Regions from separate parts of the Mus musculus genome. Here region 1 is linked to region 2. Evidence: chromatin contacts called from public ChIA-PET data. All regions are on one chromosome and are shown on one strand. Each heading gives the region's core, a stretch centred on a gene start, on an enhancer-like site or on the middle of the called end of the contact. The rest is flanking DNA. Distances are from core to core; before and after follow the strand shown.

The links. ChIA-PET counts read pairs in DNA pulled down with a chosen protein or histone mark.
Region 1: an RNA polymerase II ChIA-PET map of effector CD8 T cells shows a contact between it and region 2, with 25 read pairs. The contact joins two enhancer-like sites. A contact is called at or near these places in 1 of 484 Hi-C or Micro-C datasets (pro-B cells), 1 of 115 datasets of contacts at active chromatin or transcription factors (effector CD8 T cells) and 2 of 9 other capture datasets (adipose tissue and liver).

What each region holds. Positions count from the first base shown.
Region 1 is chr11:21,300,919-21,306,361 of GRCm38.p6, reverse strand. Vps54 (VPS54 GARP complex subunit) reads right to left here. Exons shown (of 23, transcript NM_139061.5): 13 at 582-711. Among named protein-coding and RNA genes, the nearest start is that of Mir1933, 41 kb to the left of the region's middle. Within about 2 kb of position 2,536, at least 17 of the 459 cell types and tissues checked have an H3K27ac peak or open chromatin away from gene starts, as enhancers often do. A contact at or near this core is called in effector CD8 T cells, where this site is marked.
Region 2 is chr11:21,136,046-21,141,510 of GRCm38.p6, reverse strand. It overlaps Peli1 (pellino 1), which reads right to left. Exons shown (of 7, transcript NM_023324.2): 2 at 5,326-5,465; 3 at 818-947. The coding sequence starts at 5,396. Among named protein-coding and RNA genes, the nearest start is that of Peli1, 47 kb to the right of the region's middle. Within about 2 kb of position 1,375, at least 18 of the 459 cell types and tissues checked have an H3K27ac peak or open chromatin away from gene starts, as enhancers often do. A contact at or near this core is called in effector CD8 T cells, where this site is marked.

The sequences.
Region 1 (5,443 bases), core at 1,287-3,786, 160 kb before region 2:
GTTTTAAAAACACCGCATCATGACAAAAGTTAGTATTACACAAAAGATGCATGAGCTATAAAACTGACGGAGCTTAGTAACTGCTACTGTTATTTTTATTTTCCTAGTATGTTAGTTGTATCATATTATATTTATGATTTAAAACATTTATACTTTAGCTGAAATTTCCTAATACTTTAGAATCCAAAACTTGGAACATACAGAGCTGAAGATGTCTAAAGCCGGTCATCACTTTGTAACACAGTAACTCAAATATATTCAAGTTACACCTTTTTGTTTGTGTGTGTAGGTAAACCAGCATATTAGATTTAAATTAATTATTATGGTGCTATATTTTTAAGTCTTTTAAATAAACAAATAATTGGAAAAGGATAGTTTTATAATTTTCTATTTCTATTTTCTAATTATTTGACATCTTAGTAGCTCCTTAGAAGACCACAGCAATAATACCATCAATTTTCCAAGTGTTAAGATGGATAAGACTGTGACAGAACATAGGTACAGTTACATATAACTTAGATCTCTAAAGTAACACTTTGTATATACAGAAGAATCTCCAAGACTATATGAAAATAAAATACCTTTGCTCTTGACATGAGAAATTTGACAGCTCGATCATGGCATACATCTGAAGCATTACACAGTAACTCCTGGATGTTACTTGCTAGTTTTCCTAGCTCCAAGTCAGTTAACCTCATGTCTTCACTGACTCTGAAGATGAGACAATGAGATTTAATCAGGAAACACAGTATTCTCCATATGTGATGTATCAAAGAGGAGGACAAAGATAGAGAATTCACATTTGTGGAAAAAATTCTGGGCTAGCTATTGTCCATTTTAATAAGTTTTAATGGTGCTCAAGGTAACATTTCAGAGGCCTAACTTTTTTACTGTACTAGTCCTACCACTTAGCTCACCCTGCAGCTGCAGTCTGCAGCCATTACAGCAGAAGAGATGTGTTCTGAGGTGAGGTGGCAGCTGTGCAGGAGCAGCTCTGTGATGCCCTGAGAGGAACAAGCTGGGATGGCCAGTGAGGAGGGAGGACATTCATAGCAAGTAGGTTCTTTCTTCCTGTGAGTGTAAGTTACTTAGTGGCAGAGGACTTACTGAACTTAGTGCTTAGCACTGGAAAGACAGAGCCCTTAAGGAAGCTGTATTAAACAGTTGTGTTTATATTTTGAGGGGAAATGCAAGATTTTTCTATTTCTAAATATTTCCATTCAAGAAGCATAAAGACCACAGAGCTTGGCAGTGGTAGCATGCACCTTTAATCCCAGCACTCAATAGGCAGAGGTAGGCAGATCTCTGAGTTCAAAGACATCCTAGCATACAAAGCAAGTTCCAGGACAGCCAGGGCTATACTGAGAAACCCTGTCTAAATAAAATAAAATAAATAAATAAATGCCACTTATTCTATGCCAACAATTCTTTAGCATCATAATAAGCCAAGTTAAGTGCCTGTGTCATTTATAGCCCTTTCGATGGAATAAGACAATTTTCAAAGTTATTATTAGCAGGCTCTGATTTATATTACTGGGTTATGATATTGAAGAAAGTTTATTATCCCTCAAAATTATATCGCTAAACCTATTTACTAGTGTCTTAGAATAACAGCAGGGTTAATAGTCTTAAGGTATTCTCAAAACAGTCTTGTATAATTTTACTGAGTCAGGTAGACTGTGGCCCTCAGTAGTTTAAATGATCAACCCACAGCTGCAATAGTAAGAGAGAAAGACCAAAATCTAGAATTGGTCTCTAATTCATTAAACTTCCTCTGTTCCATAATTTCAGGGATTAGGGGGACGGGACAGATGTAGTGGGTACAAATGGAGCCAGAACGCAACCTTTGGTTTCCTTCCTCAGGGACCATTTACCTCGTTTATGACACAGAGCCTCACACTAGCTCAGCAAGTAGGCTAGGCAAGTTGGCTAGGCAAGTTGGCTAGTCATTTCCATGCCTCTGCCTGTTCAGCACTTCGATCTCAAGAGCACACCTCCACATCCAACGTATGACCTGTGTTCAGATGTAAAACTCTTTTTGCTGACTTGAGTTTCCTCTCCAATGCTCAAAACACTTATTTATATAAAAACAGTCTGGTACTAATGCCAATTCCAACCAAAAAATGCTCATTTAGATGTTCAAATTTCCTACTGAAATGAGGTCTTATTTTCTAAAGGATTACTAAAAATTTGCCATGTAACAGAATCACTAATGAATTTAGAACCCTTAGCCATATGCTACTAACTCACAAAGACATAAACAGAAAACAGTAAATAAAAAGTTTTTAAATACTGCAGTGGCCTAACCAAAAGTGTGAATGTTCTTAGATCTTGTTTAATTAGCTGTAATTTTTCCTTAGAAAAGCTCTTTGAGTTTAATTGCTTTTAACTTCCCTGTCACCTCCGAGTTGAGTGGCAAGCTTTCAGGCACTGGTGTATAAGCTGAACATAAGCAGAACCATAGACAGTGCCTATGTTTCATCCTGTGGTAACATGCAATGAAGGAATGCCAGAGAAGATTCTAAAGTGACAGACAATGAGGACAGGAAATAAACCCACATAAACAACTGTGATGCAGGCTTAAGACTGTCAAATGTCACAGCAAGCTGCTAGCTGCTTTCAATACTTCTCTCCCCTGCCACAGTAACGGCTTTAGCTGCACAAGTATCTTTAACTGACAGACAGACAACTAACTAAAGACTCTAGTTCTCAAGCTCTTTTACAGAGCGAGTCATATGTCACATCCTAGCCTCTGCTGTGGAAGTGACAGTAAAAAGTACAAATTCTAGACCATGTTCCTAAAAAACAAGAGCAAGATGGAGAGTGAAGCTAGGGCCTCCCTCATGCCAGGTCAACTCTCTCCTACTGCAGTGAACATGGTGCTTTATCACAGAATAAGAAACGTAATGATAGCCGGGCATGGTGGTGGCGCCTTTAATCCCAGCACTCGGGAGGCAGAGGCAGGAGATTTCTGAGTTCGAGACCAGTCTGGTCTATAGAGTGAGTTCCAGGACAGGCAGGGCCACACAGAGAAACCCTGTCTCAAAAAAACAAAAAAACAAAAAAAAAAAAAAAGAAAGAACAAACGAACGAAGGAATGAACTGTAATGACTACACACTTCTCTGAGTATCTGGTTTATAGCAACAGTGGTACTACATACAGAACAGTAAGGAAGATGGCATTTTAGCTAAATGAGCTAAAGGATTATCTAGGTATAGGAGGAAAAAAAGGAAGAAAATCTTGCATGATACAAAACAATTACAGAGAAACTGTCAATCTAATTGTCAAAGGGACATATTTAAAATTAATAGCCTTTTTTAACCAAAAAGACCTTAACTAGAGAATGAAGTAGGAATTCACAAAGTGGTAGATGATTTTGCAATATGGTTGGAGAGCAGACATGTGCTTACACAAGCAACTCCAGCAAATCACTAAGAAAGGAAGAGGGAGGGAGGGGGGGGCAGACAGGCAAAGACCCTCTTTATACACTTGCCAGGAGAAGCTATCAAAAGGGACAGTAAGTACACGGAAAGGTGTTCTCCTACCAATAACCAGGACAAAACTAAAACTCCTACAGTTGCAACCTAGACTCCGAGCAGCCAACATGTACAAGACTACCAAATGGGGAGAGTGAGGGGAGTGAATGAAGATGTGAGGCAATGGAACTCTTCCTGACAGGACTCTAAGTAATGAGCAAATGCACATGAGGCTAAAAACCCAGAGAACCTTCCCGCTTCTGCTTTTACAGGGCAGACTGGTGTGTCCAGGGCCTTCCCTTCTGCAGTCTTTTCCTCTTGAATTATAACCTTAACTGAGAATGCCCAGTTATGTGTATTTTACAGTGAATATGCTCAGAAATGTGCCTGCCCCACGGTTTATTCCCATATGAATACGTATAGACTTTCTATATAAATTCCTTACCTTTTTTTCCCCCCATTTAAGAGAATGCCATCTTTTAAAATTGATCTCTTGCCTACAGGCAACAAATTCTCCTGCATTCTCATGTGTTGGCTGTCCTTTTTGGCTGTGCACTCAACTAAAATGTAAGCCCATTATATTCAGTGATTGTGTGCGCGCGCACACACACGTGTGCATGTGTCCGTCTCCATTCCTGGTGTCTATATGTGCATATATATTTTCCAACATTTGTTTGTAGCGTGTACAACAAAAATATTGACAAGCATTTAAAAGCTAAGGATTTAACAGTGCATAGTATGCATAAGAACCAGCAATTCATGAAATCACCAAAGGCAGGCCAATCCCTAAAAATAGAAATAACCCCAAATCTTATCAATAGCAGAATGACTTTTGTATTGTGATGTTGTCATAGGACATTATTTTTGTATACAAATAAAGTCCCACTACATGCACTTATCACACACATAATATTGAAGGAAAGAAAGCAGATAAACACAAAAGTGTGGTTCTATGATATACAACTGAAAATGAAAGCAACAAAACACACACACACACTAATAGTTTTAATGACTTGATTCCAGATGAAATTGATTAGAGCCAGGGCAGGGGAGGGTAAGTTTTCTAGAGAGCTGATACTGTTCCATTTCTTGACAATATTTCTTGATGAAATATTTGCATTTTGGAATAATTATTTGAGCTGAACATTTAGAATTTAACTTTTGTCCCACAAGTGCACTGTATACCAAATTCAAAAGTTTGAACCAAAACAAAACAAGGAGAATCCCAGTCCCCTGCACTCTCCTCCTCACTGCTAGGCTACGTAGAAACGATAAATGCAGAAACAAAAAGCACCTCAGATGCAAACGGAAGCCACAATGAGGGTAGGACAGCCGTCCACTCAAGTGAAGATCTCCTAACTCCAAAATAAATAAAATTATTTAAGATACAGAATTTGTTGTTGTTGTTGTTGTTGTTGTTATTTTGAGGCAGGGTCTTGCTGTATCTCTGGCTCTCCTGGAACTTACTATTTAAATCAGGCTGACTTTGGACTCAAGAGATTCACCTGCCTCTGCCGCTGCCTCCCAAATGCTGGGGAAAAAGCTGTGCATCACCATGCCCAGTCAAAATACATAATGTTAATATAGATTTAATAGTATAATAATAACTAGTAAATATAAAGATATTAGCCTAAACACAGACAAAATATATACATTTGCTAGTGCATTTCAGGTATTTCAGTAGGAAGGAAACACTGTAATAAACTGATGTAAGTAAAATGTGAGCTCCATGAACTCTGGACCCCAGGTTGATTTACACATAAGCAACAGTACTAAGTCTTGCTATCCTTAACAACGTAATACAAACTATGCTCTTGGAACAGAAAGCATTTACAGTTTTTGCTCTGTCTTTTTCGATAGCAGTTATTACAGTTATTACTGAATTGTGTAAGACAATGTTCTGGGTTATCAAAGGCGGACTCTAGCATCTGGGGTAAAGAGGCATCATGTCTGAGTGCAGATACAA
Region 2 (5,465 bases), core at 126-2,625:
TTCCAGATGCGCAAATACTACAGAGCAGCCCAGACTGAGCTGCAGCGTCTACTGAACACACGCCTTCTCTACAAAGGAACAGGAGGAAACAGGTTAGAAGACCAGCCCTTCTACAGACTCTTCGGCTCTCAAACAGTAATCAACGAGCAGCCAAATCAAGGCTTGATATCTAACTTTGATATAAAACAAGGCTGAAATCTAATCAACTTCAATTTACCAGTTCTAATGCAGCTCATTTATTTAACCTAACAAGGACCTAACATAGATGATGTAATGCTTATGTACAACTTCTAGAAGTCAAGGAACTCTGTAATTGTTCTTATCTGGACCCCACATTACTGAATTAATTCAGTCTGTGCTATAAACTGGAAAGAGAAATTCCAAGGCAAAATGAGGACTGAAAACTTCCTCTACTTTTACACTGACTACTTTTAAACTTACGGTTACATTTCCTCACCTGGCCTCTAAAACTTGGTGAGGAAATGAAGTGGGCTGGGAGGGCTGACAAGGCCTCGAGGGTGAGAAGTTACACTGTGGGCACTGCTGAAAATGTGCTCCCATTGCACATGGAGGTGGGGCAAAACATAAGCATGTCATATGCCAAGAAGAAAATAAACCCAGAGAACTCAGACAGCCTTAGAGAATCAAGATATTTTCTTTTGATTTCTACCTGCCTCTGGTCTGTCATTTTTAATGCGGAATTCCATATGGCAGCTTTTCAAATACCATCAATTCAAAACAGAAATGTGAAGCACTGCAGACCACACATAAAAATATTTCAACTTTCCAAGTTAACTTCTTTACAACTTTATCTTACCTTGGCAGCCTGAGGAGTACATGCAATGTGCACGGTGCTAGGCTTCACCCCATTTGCCTTAGGTCTTTTAAACAAAGCAAACCTACTTTTCCTCCTTCCTCTATCACCGTTTGGGAGAGATCCATTATATCTGATAAGAAAGGAAAAAAAAAGTTTAGCTGGTCTCTTGTAAGGATCACACTACTATGAAGCAAAGTTATTGTTTGCCTCCACGTACATTCAATCCTTGATGACCGCAGATTCCTTCTAGCAACTGCTCATCTCCAGAACAGCTGCATGGGTCTGAATCAAAATGAGGATCTGTCTGGCTATGTTTTGAACCACATAGAAGTATTGTACACAGCTTTAAGTTATCTATATAAGCAAGAACTGAGTAACAGAAATATTGTGATATATTTTAAGGTATATTTTTTTGCAGCAGTAATTGAAACAGATTCTCCTTTAATTGTGAACCCAACACCATAATGCTCAACTTCTGAAACAAGCAGTGTCTGGCCTTGTAAAGTCCTAACTACCTGAATAGAGCACTGGTGTGTTGTCAGCTCCTATCCAACTGAGTTTTATTCCAACTATGTTACATCTACATCTGCTGCTTCACTCTTCCAATCATTTCTCTAGAGCACATGTTAATCTCATGGCAAGCAAGTAAGACATATAAAACAAGTGCGGAAAAGTGAAAACAAACTTAAACATCTGGGCATGTATCACACACCCAGGAAGCACTGAACTCTACGTCAATTAACCCTACACTCAAAAGCAAAAACAAACAAAACCTGCTAGGTTAAACAGGCATACAGCAATTAGTTTTCTCAAGTCCCAGAATGACACTGGCAAACCAGAATATGAATCCATGTATGACTGCTACATATGACATAAGCTGAGTCACCTGGGAGGAGGGTGTCTCAGGGAAGAACTGCCTCCATCAGACTGACTGTGTAGAGGCATTTGAGGGAAATGGAGTATAGTCTGTTGTGGGTGTTCAGAAGACAGTATGAGCGGCATTAATTATTGATTATTGATACAGCAGGGTCCAGCCCAGTACAGGTGGTACTACCCATGGGCAAGTGGTCCTAGGTTATGTAAGAAAGCAAGCTGAGCAAGCCAGTAAGTAGCATTCCTCCACAGTCTCTGCTACAGTTCCTGCTTTGAGCTCCTTCCCTGGCTTCCTGTGATAATGGACTATAAAGTATAAGTGGAACAAACCCTTTCTGCCACAAGTCAGTTTGGCCAGTATATGACTACAGCAATAGAAAATTAAGTAGAACACCATGTCCTTGGGGCTGTATGTGTGCCATTCCTACTGCTCCCTTGAGACGTAAGCAGCAATTCAACAATAATACTCCTTGTTCACTGTTTCTTCACCCTAATGAAAATCTTTACCCTCTCAAATATAGCTGCTCTATCTGAGCAGAAATGAAGTAGAAAATAGGGAAGGATTTGAGGATGATGGAGGTGATTACAAAATGGCCTGAAATAGTAATTAACAAGGAAAAAGAATCATATTTCAAAGCTGAGGAGTTCATTCAGTGACTGCCATATGTAAAAATTACATAAATTTGAGCAATGCTTACCATGCGCCAGGCTGAGTCTGGTCCTCAGCACCGTAAATGCAGGGAGAGATGGAGGGAGACAGCGAGGATGAACTATGTGCTCAGATAGAGTCTTGCTATCAGGTTCTGTAAGGGGGGGCTCTCCTGGCTAAGACACTGTTTTAGCTCATACATTGTCACCAGACCTACTGTAGGTTCGTTACTGCCCTCACATTGTCTTCTGAAGGGCCTCAACTAATTCCTCTTCCGAATGCCTCTCGACCACCTTGTCCAGTTCACTTCTAGAATCATATTTGTATTTTAAGCTACCAAGAAAATACAAAGGTGATTACTACTGCTAACGCTTAGCTGATTATTATTATTGTTATTATTATTATTTTTTTGTTTTGTTTTGTTTTCCGAGACAGGGTTTCTCTGTGTAGCCCTGGCTGGCCTGGAACTCAGAAATCCACCTGCGTCTGCCTCCCAACTGCTGGGATTAAAGGCGTGCGGCACCATGCCCGGCAGCTGATAAATTTCTAAATTTAAGACAGCTTAAATTGTATTTTAAATTTTAAATCACCCTTTTTAATAGTTCACAAGTTTTCTAGCAAAATAATTTAATCCTTAATACTTTTTCTTAAAAAGCTGTTTATCATTTAACATTATTAAAAATCTATGTAGCCCTAAATTTGCAATACTGTGTTATGTGTGTGTATTTTTTTTCTTTTTTACATACATACACATACATACATACATACATACATACATACATACAGTTTATGCTGTGGGTACAGGTATGTGCTGTCTGTCATATCCAACCTAAGTTTGGCCGAGTTTGGCCAGTATGGTAACTTGGTCCCAGGAATACCACTAGTACTGAGGGAGAAACATTGGAGCCTAGGAGGTATGGCCTCCAGTCAAGAGTCATAAACAGGAATTGCTGAGGTGGCTCACTGCTAAGAGCACTCGTTCCTTTTCCAGAGACCCTAGGTTCTTCCCATCGCTCACATGGTGGCTCACCAACTGCTGTAATTCCAGTCCCAAGGAATCCAAAGCTGCCTTTTGGCCTCTCTGGGCATCAGGCATATATGCAGGCAAAATACCCAGACACATGAAGTTAAATTTTAAAAAAGGTCATAAATAAACAAGAAGCTATAATAGTCTGACTCTCAAAAGCATAACTAAGTCTAGAGAGCCAAACATTTAGTCAAAAAATAAGTACCAAGTGGACAGGAGATTCCATAATTTTCAGTTTCTAGACTTCTTAGCTAACAGACTGCATCTATGTTTTACAATTCCAGGTTTAGGTTAAAGTAACTGAAGAAATGCAATTTCCTCTTCTTCACTCTTCAGTTGCTTTTTTAAATGAACGAGGTGACTGTTGAAGTAAACAGATGTGTTGTGCTTCAGAGTCAGTTTACTGCTCCCTCAGGGCTATACAAGTCTGCTTATCAAGAAGTATAAACAAAGCTGGTCCTTATGCACAAATTAACACTTTCTCAGAAGGCAATAGAACAAATATACACTAAGGCACATAAAATTACCTGAAGCAGGAAAGGGAAAGGGTCTTTTGGTAGTTGGCCAAGTAGTTAAAGAAAATGTTTCAAAAGAATGGGAGAGGGCTAGCAAGATGGCTCAGTGGGTAAGAGCACTGACTGCTCTTCCGAAGGTCCTGAGTTCAAATCCCAGCAACCACATGGTGGCTCACAACCACCCGTAATGAGATCTGATGCCCTCTTCTGGTGTGTCTGAAGTCAGCTAAAGTGTACTTATGTATAATAAATAAATCTTTTTTTTCCTTTTCCATTTTTTATTAGGTATTTAGCTCATTTACATTTCCAATGCTATACCAAAAGTACCCCATACCCACCCACCCCGACTCCCCTACCCACCCACTCCCCCTTTTTGGCCCTGGCGTTCCCCTGTACTGGGGCATATAAAGTTTGCGTGTCCAATGGGACTCTCTTTCCAGTGATGGCCGAGTAGGCCATCTTTTGATACATATGCAGCTAGAGTCAAGAGCTCCGGGGTACTGGTTAGTACATAATGTTGTTCCACCTATAGGGTTGCAGATCTCTTTAGCTCCTTGGGTACTTTCTCTAGCTCCTCCATTGGGAGCCCTGTGATCCATCCATTAGCTGACTGTGAGCATCCACTTCTGTGTTTGCTAGGCCCCGGCCTAGTCTCACAAGAGACAGCTACATCTGGGTCCTTTCGATAAAATCTTGCTAGTGTATGCAATGGTGTCAGCGTTTGGATGCTGATTATGGGGTGGATCCCTGGATATGGCAGTCTCTACATGGTCCATCCTTTCATCTCAGCTCCAAACTTTGTCTCTGTAACTCCTTCCAAGGGTGTTTTGTTCCCACTTCTAAGGAGGGGCATAGTGTCCACACTTCAGTCTTCATTTTTCTTGAGTTTCATGTGTTTAGGAAATTGTATCTTATATCTTGGGTATCCTAGGTTTTGGGCTAATATCCACTTAATAAATCTTAAAAAAAAAAAAAAAAAAAAAAAGAATGGGAGAGAACATGCAAATCCTTTTCCCAGGGTGAGGACAAAGTAAAGCCTACTCAGTGCGTTTACAGTGGGTTTTTATCTATTTATTTATGTGTGTGTGTGTGTGTTTGCTTGCAGGTCAGAAGAGGGTGCCAACATCTTTTGGATCTGGAGTTACAGGCCACTGTGAGCTTCCTGATGTGGGTGCTGGAAACTGAACTCAGGTCCACTAGAAGGTAAGGGCAGTGAGTGCCATTACTGTTAGTCTCTGAGCGTCTCTCCAGTCTGCATGTAGTATTTCAATGCTTACAAGGATGGCATAAATACGGTCACTAAAAAATTTTCTTATAATTAGCTTTAAATTCTTCTGGATACAGTAAGGTACAAATTTTTAAAAACAAAGTAACAGCAATTCTAACCCAGAGACCAAAATGAGCACACCATACTCAGTTCTGTTTCATCATGCAGAGCTCTTACCCTAAGACAATGAGTTCGCCATATTTTACTGGGGCTTTGGAAGGATGATTTTCTTGATCAGGAGAAAACATGAGCTTGGCTGTCTTTCTCAAATCTCTGTTCACTGGTCAGGAGCCTTGAGACACCTTTTGCATTATTTC